Linked DNA regions of Mus musculus: region 2 is linked to region 1. A link is a contact called in public promoter capture Hi-C data. All regions are on one chromosome and are shown on one strand. The core of a region is the stretch at or near the end of the contact, and the rest is flanking DNA. Distances in the headings are between cores, read along the strand shown. Region 1 holds the start of Adcy5 (adenylate cyclase 5). Region 2 overlaps Sema5b (sema domain, seven thrombospondin repeats (type 1 and type 1-like), transmembrane domain (TM) and short cytoplasmic domain, (semaphorin) 5B).

What was found. Promoter capture Hi-C pulls out the DNA fragments that hold promoters and counts their contacts.
Region 2: a promoter capture Hi-C map of hippocampal neurons shows a contact between it and region 1, with 2.3 times the contacts expected there. The contact joins the enhancer-like site here to the promoter of Adcy5 in region 1. A contact is called at or near these places in 5 of 39 promoter capture datasets (the C10 cell line, HPC-7-derived erythroid cells, embryonic stem cells and 2 more), 1 of 484 Hi-C or Micro-C datasets (uterus) and 4 of 115 datasets of contacts at active chromatin or transcription factors (embryonic stem cells and neural tube).

Annotation. Positions count from the first base shown.
Region 1 is chr16:35,152,980-35,157,658 of GRCm38.p6, reverse strand. It overlaps Adcy5 (adenylate cyclase 5), which reads right to left and starts at 2,795. Exons shown (of 21, transcript NM_001012765.5): 1 at 424-2,795. The coding sequence starts at 1,560.
Region 2 is chr16:35,612,453-35,617,131 of GRCm38.p6, reverse strand. The region is part of intron 1 of Sema5b (sema domain, seven thrombospondin repeats (type 1 and type 1-like), transmembrane domain (TM) and short cytoplasmic domain, (semaphorin) 5B); the gene reads right to left. Among named protein-coding and RNA genes, the nearest start is that of Sema5b, 73 kb to the right of the region's middle. Within about 2 kb of position 2,876, at least 60 of the 459 cell types and tissues checked have an H3K27ac peak or open chromatin away from gene starts, as enhancers often do. A contact at or near this core is called in hippocampal neurons, where this site is marked.

The DNA.
Region 1 (4,679 bases), core at 1,546-4,045:
CTGGGCGACAGTCTTCCACAAGGCTGGAACCAGGGACTAGCTAACAAACCCAGAGGAGCTCAGGAGGGGTCGGCTGCTAGAGGGTCCAGCCACTTAGGTTGGGAGTGTTGTTTATACAGGACCAGAAGTTCTGAGAGAAATAGGGACTCTGAACATTTCTCAAATCCCCCTTTCTTGCTTAAGTTGGCAATTGTGACTAGTTCGAGGAATGTCTTCTACCAGGCCAACAGCATTACAAGCCTTACAAGAGTAGTCTTTAGTAGGTAAAGAAGCTAGGCATGGCGTGATGTGGCGTGGCATGAAGCCTTGTCTCTCTGGTTACTTTTGACCACTTTTAACTGGTGTAGACTTCATCCCTTTTCTCTAAAAATCAGGTCGAGGTCTGCCTACCCCTCAATCAAGTGTGGCCTAGTGGGGCCCTACCTGTTTCAGCAGAAACTGGTCCTGGGAGTTGGTGTGCAGAGAGATGGCCAAGTGGAGAGCCGACAGAAGCACCCCGCTGAGCACCGCAGCCCTCATGCGCACAGGCAGCAGGGTGTAGATGGTATAGATGAAGAACACGGTCCACCAGATGCCCTCGGAGGCGCTGCGTGGCTGTGGCAGCAACAGGCCCACTACCTGGACGGCCAGCACCACTGCAATGAGCGCATAGCAGGCCAGGCCCATGTGGTCCTGGTGGAACGCTGCACGGTTGCAGAGCACGGCCATGATAAGGATCACGCCCACAGCAGCTGCCAACACGGCCAGGTAGGCTATCTGGAGCGGGGGGCGCGCCGCGTGGAAAGCCAGCATGACCAGGCACACAAGCACCAGCACGGCCATGAGCATGGTGAGACTGCTCTGGTTCAGGCGGAAGAAGTAGCGCTGGTACAGACGCTCCAGTTTGTCCGACGGGAACTTCTTAGAGCGGAATATCTGCAGCAAGGCCAGGCAGCAGGCGCCCAACGACAGCACCGCGCCGGTCCCAGAGCCTGACGCCACAGAACTGCCTCCATCCTCCGACCCGTCTCCATCCTCGACGATGCCAGTCCCGGGCTCCAGCTCCTCGGCCGCTCGGCCTTTTCCTCGACGCTCCTCCAGGCCCAGCTCCACCGAGCGGGGGCGCACCTCTGTGCCACCTGCGGCCGCTGCGGCCGCCGCCGAACTGCCGCTGCCGCCCGCAGGGGGCGCCCGGGTGCTGCCCCCTCCAGCCGCGCCCCGCCGCTGCCGCCTGCTGCCGCGACCGCCGTCGTCGCCACCGCGCTCCTGCCAGGCGGACTTAGAGCGGAAGCTGAAGCCGAAGCCCCCAGCCAGAGGGTCATCACCGCTTAGTGGAGGGTCTTCGTCGTCATCGCCACCGCGCCAACGGCTGGCCAGGCGCTGCTGCTGTTGTGGGGTCACCGCTCCCCCAGATCTCTTGGTGGAGCCGCGGGTTGATCCCCCGGGGGCGTGGGGGTAGCCATTGGCGCGGGAATCGGCTTCTCCCCAAGCGGCGCGATGCTCCGGGCCTCCCCGGGGCGCTGGCGACGCCGCTGTCTGTGCAGCGTAGCCCGGGGGGCTCACGCTTTTGGAGCCGGACATCCCCCCCTCGGCCTCGTCGTCTTCTTCCTCTTCCCCCGGGGGCCGGGCCGGGGGTCTCCAAGGAGAGGGCGGACAGCCAAGCAGGGGGACCAGGCTAGGGTCACACGTCGAGGGAGGCCCGGGGCCCTGCGCAGCAGCGGGACATCGTGGCACCCCCGTCCTGAGCGGTGGAGGACAACGGGAAGGCTAGCGGGGAGACAGCGCAGCCCCGAGGTGAGAAGTAGCTACGAATTAGAGTCCAGAGTCCCAGGTCCGAGACGGAGTTGGCTCCGAGCGGTGGCAGTGGGGACAGCTCTGACTGCTGCGCCGGACGCAGAGATGTCCGGACTCCTGGCTCGCGTCGAGCTCAGGCTGGGAGTTGAGGAGCAGGCGGGACGGAGAGGTGTCCTTGCGGGCGGCGCCTCTCCGAAGCTGGCAGTTCCCGGGCGCGGCGCTCGTGGCTTTTGCCTAAGCCGAGAGCAGCGACTCTCCCAGCAAGGTGGCGGCGAGGGCGGCTCGGCAGGGGTCCCGGCACGGAGACGCAGCGGGTGCCCTTTGCTCGCAGCGCACTGGGAGCGACTGGGAGGTGCAGGCTCCTGCCAGCATTATTTTCTTACGAGGGGTGGGGAGGTGGGATGGGGGGTGGAGAGGACGGGGGAGGGGGCGGCGGGCGGAGCAAGAGCTCCGGAGCCCCGGGGAGGAGGGTCCTGGAGCCCGGGGGGGCCGTCGCCCGCATCCCCCACCTCCGGAGGCGCGAGTGGGAGCGTGGCCCCCGCGAAAGGCGAACAGAGCCTCCGGCGTGCCCGCGCAGGGGGCGGGGGCGAGGACCGGCTCCTGCGGTGCGGCCCTTCCCCTCTCGTCTCCTCCTGTCCCCCAGACCCAGCAGGCCGGCCCGTTCCGGCAGGTCCCGAGGGTTGAGTCGCTAGCTCCGCAAGCCCTGGGTTCCTCGTTGCCGGCGGCTGGCCCACCGTAGCCGAGCGCAGAACCACTACGCGGAGGGCGGAATCCGGCGCAGCGCCGCCGCCGTTCTGCCCCAACGCAGGCGGGCTTCTCCCGGGGACCACGGCATCCAGCGATGGAGGGCTGCGGCTCAACAGCAGCCGGCCGATAAGGGCCGGCCGAAGAGCCGCGGCGCCCCGGGGGCGCTCCCGAGGGGCCCGAGGGAGCCCGGCTCCGGGCGCGCCATGCACGCCTCGGGCCCTGCGCCGCTCCGGCCGCTCGCGCCGCTCCTCCCTTCTCGCCCGCTCGCCGCCGCCGCCGCCGGAGCGCCCTCCGCATCCCCTCCTCCCGCCGCCTCCCCGCCCCCCGCGCCGCTCGGGCCTCGGCTCACAGCGGCGTGCGGCCGCCTCCGCCCTCTGCCCTGCCGCCGCCCGCGTCCTGGCCCCGGCACCCCGCGAACATACTCAAGCCGGGCCCGGGAGCCGCAGGGACCCCCGCTCCCCTTCCTCACCTATATTTTCACTGCGCCCCTCCCTCCCTGGTGCCTGGAGCCGGGTCAACGGGCGGATCCCTCGTCGGACCTGGGTAGCGGGCAATCCACCCCCGATCGGGTCCTGCGACCCCAGTCCTATCTCCCCTCTTTTTATTACCCTTTTCTCCCCCACCCCCATTCAGCCCAACTTCAGCTACGGTGCTGCTCCCCCCTTCTCTGGTCCGGCTCTATTGGCCGCTTCCAGAGCTGTCAGACTCGAGTCCGGCGCTCTTATTGGGCGATTCTGTGGCCCGGCGACGGTGCCAACGGAGGGCGCGCCGGGTGGGGGGCGCCCCGACCGCTACTGCCGCAGGGAACTGGAGACAGAGTCCCTAGAGAGGACGGAGGGACCCAGAGCCAGACCCGGAAATGAACTAGGGAGATGCAGAGACTGAGGATGTCTGGGGCACAGAAAGACAGCGATGGAAAAGATGGAGTTGCTAGCAGTGGGTGAGGCCGATGCAGCCAGGGTGGGGCGAGCAGGACCACTTTGGAGCATAGTTACTAAGAGGAAACACCACTGACAGCTGTGGGAACACCTGGCGTTTATAAGGAGCCCTTTGCCTGTTCATGTGTTTTAAATCCCATGTGGTTCTAGTAACAGCCATGGGCTCGGATGGGGGACAGGGCCTGTGTAGCTATTTCCTATTTGCAAATGTGGAAACTGAGGCTCTAAGAACTTAGCCAACTTGGAATACACCACACAGGTCTCCTAACCCACAATCCAAAGATCTTTTCTTCAGTGCTACGCTGGCTTCCACACCTACCCAGATGCTCCCACAGGCAAGCTAGTCTCCTTGCCAGTCAGGGAAGCAAAAATGACCCTTCTGGGAACTCCTGAATAAAGGCAAGGGTAGACAAGAGTAGACAGCTGAGTAGAAGATCTGGGTCTGTCTGCCTCTTCAGCTCCCTTGACCCCCTAAGCTGTCCTAACCGGAGTTCTGGCAGTTTTGCTTGGGGAGGGTGACTTGTATGCTGTCAGCCCCTTCATCCTTCTGCCGTCCTCCAAAGTTGACAAGAAGCCTAGAGGTCCACATCCTCCTCCACTGCTCATCTCCTTGGCAACTGAAGATAAACCTTGCCAGAGCTGCAAACCGGGAGGAGAGAAAAAAAGAATTCCAAGGGATCTGCGTAAACGGGATCTTGAGTAATCCTCCAGCCTTTGAGTAATCTATGGTTGGCTAAGTAGTAAAAGCAACACGAACCTAGCCAGCCAAACCCTATCGCGCTGGAAACTTGCAAAGCATTGTACCGGGCTGGATGCTACCAGGAAAAGACAGCAAACTGGGTCTGGAACTCGTGTAATCAGGGAGGGAGCAAAGCTGGCCAGCCCCTCTGGCTCAGCCACACTCACTAGGCAACAGGATTCCAAGAGCCTGTCAGTGTACGGCAAAAACCATTGTTTCCCTCTGTGAGTACCAAATCGATTCTGGGGGTGCAATCTAGGTCCAGCAGGGAAAGAAGATGGGCAATATTTGTTAAGCTTCTTGGTACTGTAGGGATATTCTATTGTCAGTGTCAAACACCAATAAGAGAACAGATTTAGTTGTGATCTTAATTGGTTTTTCTTTGTGATTTGGGAATCAAGCAACAGCTCGTTCTGGGTAATAGACTGAGTGATCTGATGAGCTACACAGAAGCGCTTCAGCTTTCTAGACAGAAAATGGCT
Region 2 (4,679 bases), core at 1,627-4,126, 460 kb before region 1:
GAACCCAAGGCCTTGTGCATGCCCCACTCCTGCTCCGCCATGACCTTGCGTTTCTGTGCCTCTTGCTTCTTTATTTGTCAAAGGGGGAAGATGAAATCCAGCTTCAGAATTGCTGGAAATGTTCAATACCTTCCTTCATCTAATGGGCGCTCGCTTGCCCATAAGTGCGGTTTAAGTGGTAAGTCTCACTAGTATTATTATTAGAGGTTATTATTAGAGAGGGGATTGTTCAGAGCGTGCTTTTCGGGTCTCAATTAGCATTAGGTAAACACTATTAGCTCTCAAATATAGTTTGGCTTCCTGTGTTTAAAAATCCAAAGTTTCTAGGGCAGGTAGGAGTTTCCACTTCTAGTATGTATTTGATCCGACGGTAAAGAGATCACAGGACTTTTCCAGCAGAGCATAGCGAGAGGCCATCCAATTTTTCTGCAAGTTACACAGCACTATGAAAAGTCCTGAGCTCGGGAAGCTGCCAGCTCTGGGTGTGGCTCTCAAATTCATCACTTGTAAATAAGACTAAACGTGCCTTGCCTTAGAGAGAATGCCTTGAAGCACCAAGAATGAAGGCCAGCCCAGGGCAGGCCTCGTATGGAACACTTCCAAAGAGGTTGGTTAGGATCTAGAGCAGCGGTTCTCAACCTGTGGGGGTCCAACAACCTTTCCATGGAGGTCGCATATCAGATATCCTGTATATCAGATATTTACATTGTGATTCACAACAGTAGCAAAATTATGGTTATGAAGTAGCACAAGGACAATTTTATGACTGGGGGTCACCACAACATGAGGAACTGCATTAAAGGGTCCCAGCTTTAGGGAGGTTCTGATCCAGAGCACTTAGGTGGTTGCCATGTTTCTACCTGGTGTTCTGCTGAGTGGGACCAAATACCTATGTGAAAGACGCTCTGTGCAAGACTTGTTGAATGACACAAATAGAATGCCTATCATCTTTAAGGAGACAGGAAATGTGTCCCCAAAGGGCAGAGATAGTGACCACGACCTGACAGCTTGATAGAGAAGAGGACATGGAAGCTGGTCTCCATCCTATCTCTTGGTTGAGTGTTACCTGCGTAGGATCTAGGAGAAGGGTGCTCTAGGAGTGATGGAACAGAGGTACCGCACCATCTGACTCCTTCTATTTCGGGAAACTCCGAGCCAGGAAGAAAACGTTTCCCCAGATCTCAACCAGTGTCTCTCTTGCCTTTGCCCACACCATTGCTCCCGTTTCCTGTGAGTCTTCTCTCTGGGGTCACTCTGATGGTGCCTGGAGGTGAGTAACTAGAGTCCTGAGGGTATGAGAAAGAAAGCACACCCATGCAAGCAAGCATCTGCTTCCCCGAACATGGGCAGTGCCTGTGTGCTTGGCACAAACTGTCAAATGACAATAGGTAACAGTCGAGGAATGGACTCTCACAGAGACAGTGGAGATCAAGGGAAGGGCAGAGAGCTATGGCCAAAGCCATCGGAAGCTCACTTAGATGGACCTCTATCCTTAGCACAGGATGGCGGAGCGGGGAGAAAAGAACAGAGTGGGCATGTCCACTAAGACCCCACAGAACCCAGACTGGCCTCCCAGTAGGTATTTTCTGCCTTTCCCAGCTTGCCAGCTACCCAGATGATCTGAGAAGTATCAATTCATTCCTGACCTCATTGGGAATGAGGAGAAAACTGAGTTCTTACCATCTTCTACCACTTACTCAGGAGGTCGGGGCATGGGTAGACTGTGAGCACACACAGCAGAGTCTAAAGATGTCTGGGAGGAACAAGACACCATGGGAGACCGGCATTAAGGGATGCTGCGTACCCTACATGGAAGGGTACAAGGTAGTGCTCCCCAGTCACCAGGAGCCAAGAAGACACGGTGGGGACAGCACAGGCAAAGACATGCTTCTAGACATCCTCAGATAAGCCATGGAGGCTGGAGACACAGACATCCTCTAGTGTCTGCTGATGAGGAGGGCTTCCTAGAGCAAGCAGAGGCATCTTTTCTTTGAAAGGGGGGTGGGGGTGGGGCTAAAATCAAAGAGAAAGAAACAATTTCCCAACCCAAAAGATAATAAAATAAAAAGCTTGAGTAAAAATGGCATGGACCATGCTCCTGACTTGCAAGATTTCATGGCAACTTTGTATATAAGAAAGCTGCGAGATGCCCACTGCTCAGCTGACTGGGAGAAAAGAGATTCTGGAAGCCGAGGAACCCACTCAAGGTCCCATGACTGTTAACACTAGGACTGGGATGTCCTGGTCATCGTCCCCCAAGGAGGCACAGTCCCAAGCCTGCAGCCACACTCTGCAGCCCTGGCTCCATGTGCTCTCAGCAGCCTGCGGAGTCTAATTTGGTTTCCTGAGTTGGCTTTTTTTTTTTTTTTCCCCAAGGAGAGCACTTTCTAGCTATAAATTATTAAGCTGATTTCTGCTACAAATCAGCCTCCTGCGAGTCTGGGCTGCAGGAGCCCGTTTATCCAGGTCTTGAGAGGCAGTGGGAGAACAAATGCCAGGGGTTCCAGATGGACAGGGTGGGGTGCGCATCCCCAGCCAGTGCTGACGGCCACCTGGATGCCTCCCCGAGCCAGGGCCCCGAGCCAGGGGCCAGGATGAGGGATCAGCTCAGGGGTATTTGCCCACCTCAGCTCCACTGACCAGGCCCTGCAGGGAAGGGAAGGGGCTCGGGCCTGAACTCCATATTCTCCCCTTCCTCTCTGCTGCCATTCAAAACCTCCACTTGGCTGCCTGCCTGAGGAAGGAGGAGAAAGGGGGCAGAGAATAAGAAGAAACCGGGGCGGGGGAGCAAGACCGGGAAGACTGGATCCAGGACTGTGGTTTGGCAGCAGGCGAAGGTGTGGGGTTGCCACTCATTCACACAGCCTGCCCAGGCTACCAAATGCCCAGCTGTGCCTCTCTGCAGACGCATCTGAGGCATCTTTCCACCCACACAGCCCGCTCAACACTTGGCGGGGTGCAGTTCAGCCAAACTCACACAAAGATAAGATTGAGATGCAGAGTCCATCCATTGCTCTGAATAGAACAGATTGGATACGGATTTTCCTCCTTTCTTCCCAATTGGACCCTTTGAGCCACTGGGGCCCAGAGGGAACATTGGCTCCGGATAGGGGAAGAACAGCTGCTGAGAGCTGGGAGGCCCCACAACACTGAAACAGGGGAGTGGCCGTGTAGGGGGCATCCCCTCCTCACCCTAAATCTCCCAAGAGCAAGCTCAGTTGCTGGCCTAAGCTTCCCCTCTGCATTCTGCAGCTTGGGGGAAGCCAGAAGGTAGTGTCTGCTTTTCTCTCACAGGGTCCTAGAAACCTCCAAGTTGTCTGTCTGTCCCATTAGAATGTAGAAGTCATCCTATCCACACCTTCAAACTGAGATTAACACACGGGCAAGACAAGCAAAGCTCTCACAGATTCTTGGCGTCCACGCTGTGCTTTGGCCCTGAAGACACTGAGCCCTTGGAGGGCATGCCCAGCTCAAGATTGGGTAGGGAGCTAGTGGCAGAACCAAGGAAATCTATCAACACCATAACAGTGTCATGCTCGCTGGGCGTGGTGGCGCACGCCTTTAATCCCAGCACTTGGGAGGCAGAGGCAGAGGCAGGCGGATTTCTGAGTTCGAGGCCAGTCTGGTCTACAAAGTGAGTTCCAGGACAGCCAGGACTACACAGAGAAACCCTGTCTCGAAAAGACCAAACCAAAAAACAAAACAAAACAAGCAGTGTCATGCTCTTGATGACCCGCCATTTAACCCACACCTTATCTCCCTGGACCAGGCAGATTATGTTTATTTCCATTGCATGGATAAGGAAACTGAGGCACAGATGAGTCATTTGAAAAACGTCATAGGAGATTCAAACCTAGGCAGCCAGGCGTTACAGCTGGACATTAGCACACAACATAGCACTCAAGACTTCGAATATGACAGAGTCATGGGAGCAGAGCCCAGGTCACTCCAGGATACCCTCTTCAACATGGTCTGAAGTGTCTCTACCCTCTGACCTCGGAACCTGGACTTGCTTGTCTGAATGAGTCAACTAAGGGTCACACCTGAAAACAGGAGCAGGCAGGGTCCACATCACTTGGGCAAACAAAGGAGAGAAAAACTTTGTTTTGAGACAGTCTCCCAGGTTATACTTTAACTTACTATGTAGCCAAGGAAGACCCAGTTTCCTCCTCTTCTTCCTCCCCCTCCTCCTCCCACCTTCCAACTTCTGGGATTGCAAGTATGTACCACCACAATGCAAGCTGCATCTTGAGGTAGCTCTGTGGGGAAAGCCACCGGTTGGGGGGGTGGGAGTGAGGAGGGTGGGGTGGATGAAGATGGATCAACTGTATAGAGAGAGCCTGTTGTCAGAGGTAGGTCGTGGGTCAGGGCACCTCGCAGGGCTGCAGTATGGCTTCATCAGGTGAGCAGTGTTTGGTTTGTGCCTTGTACGGGACAGTATCACAAATGGACATGGTTGGTGGTGCCATGGTGAGACAATGCAGAGTAGGGTTTATTTCCTGCCCCCTCCCCGATAGCCTGTAATATTTCATTGTTTTTGCAAGGAAAAGGAAAACAAAGGAGGCTTGCCTACTTTAATTACTGGAATTAAATGCTAAGGACATTGCCAAACACACATCCCGCTTATCTTCTCATTAGAGCAGCCGCCTGTCCCCTCCCCATGGGCAAGCGCCCTCTGT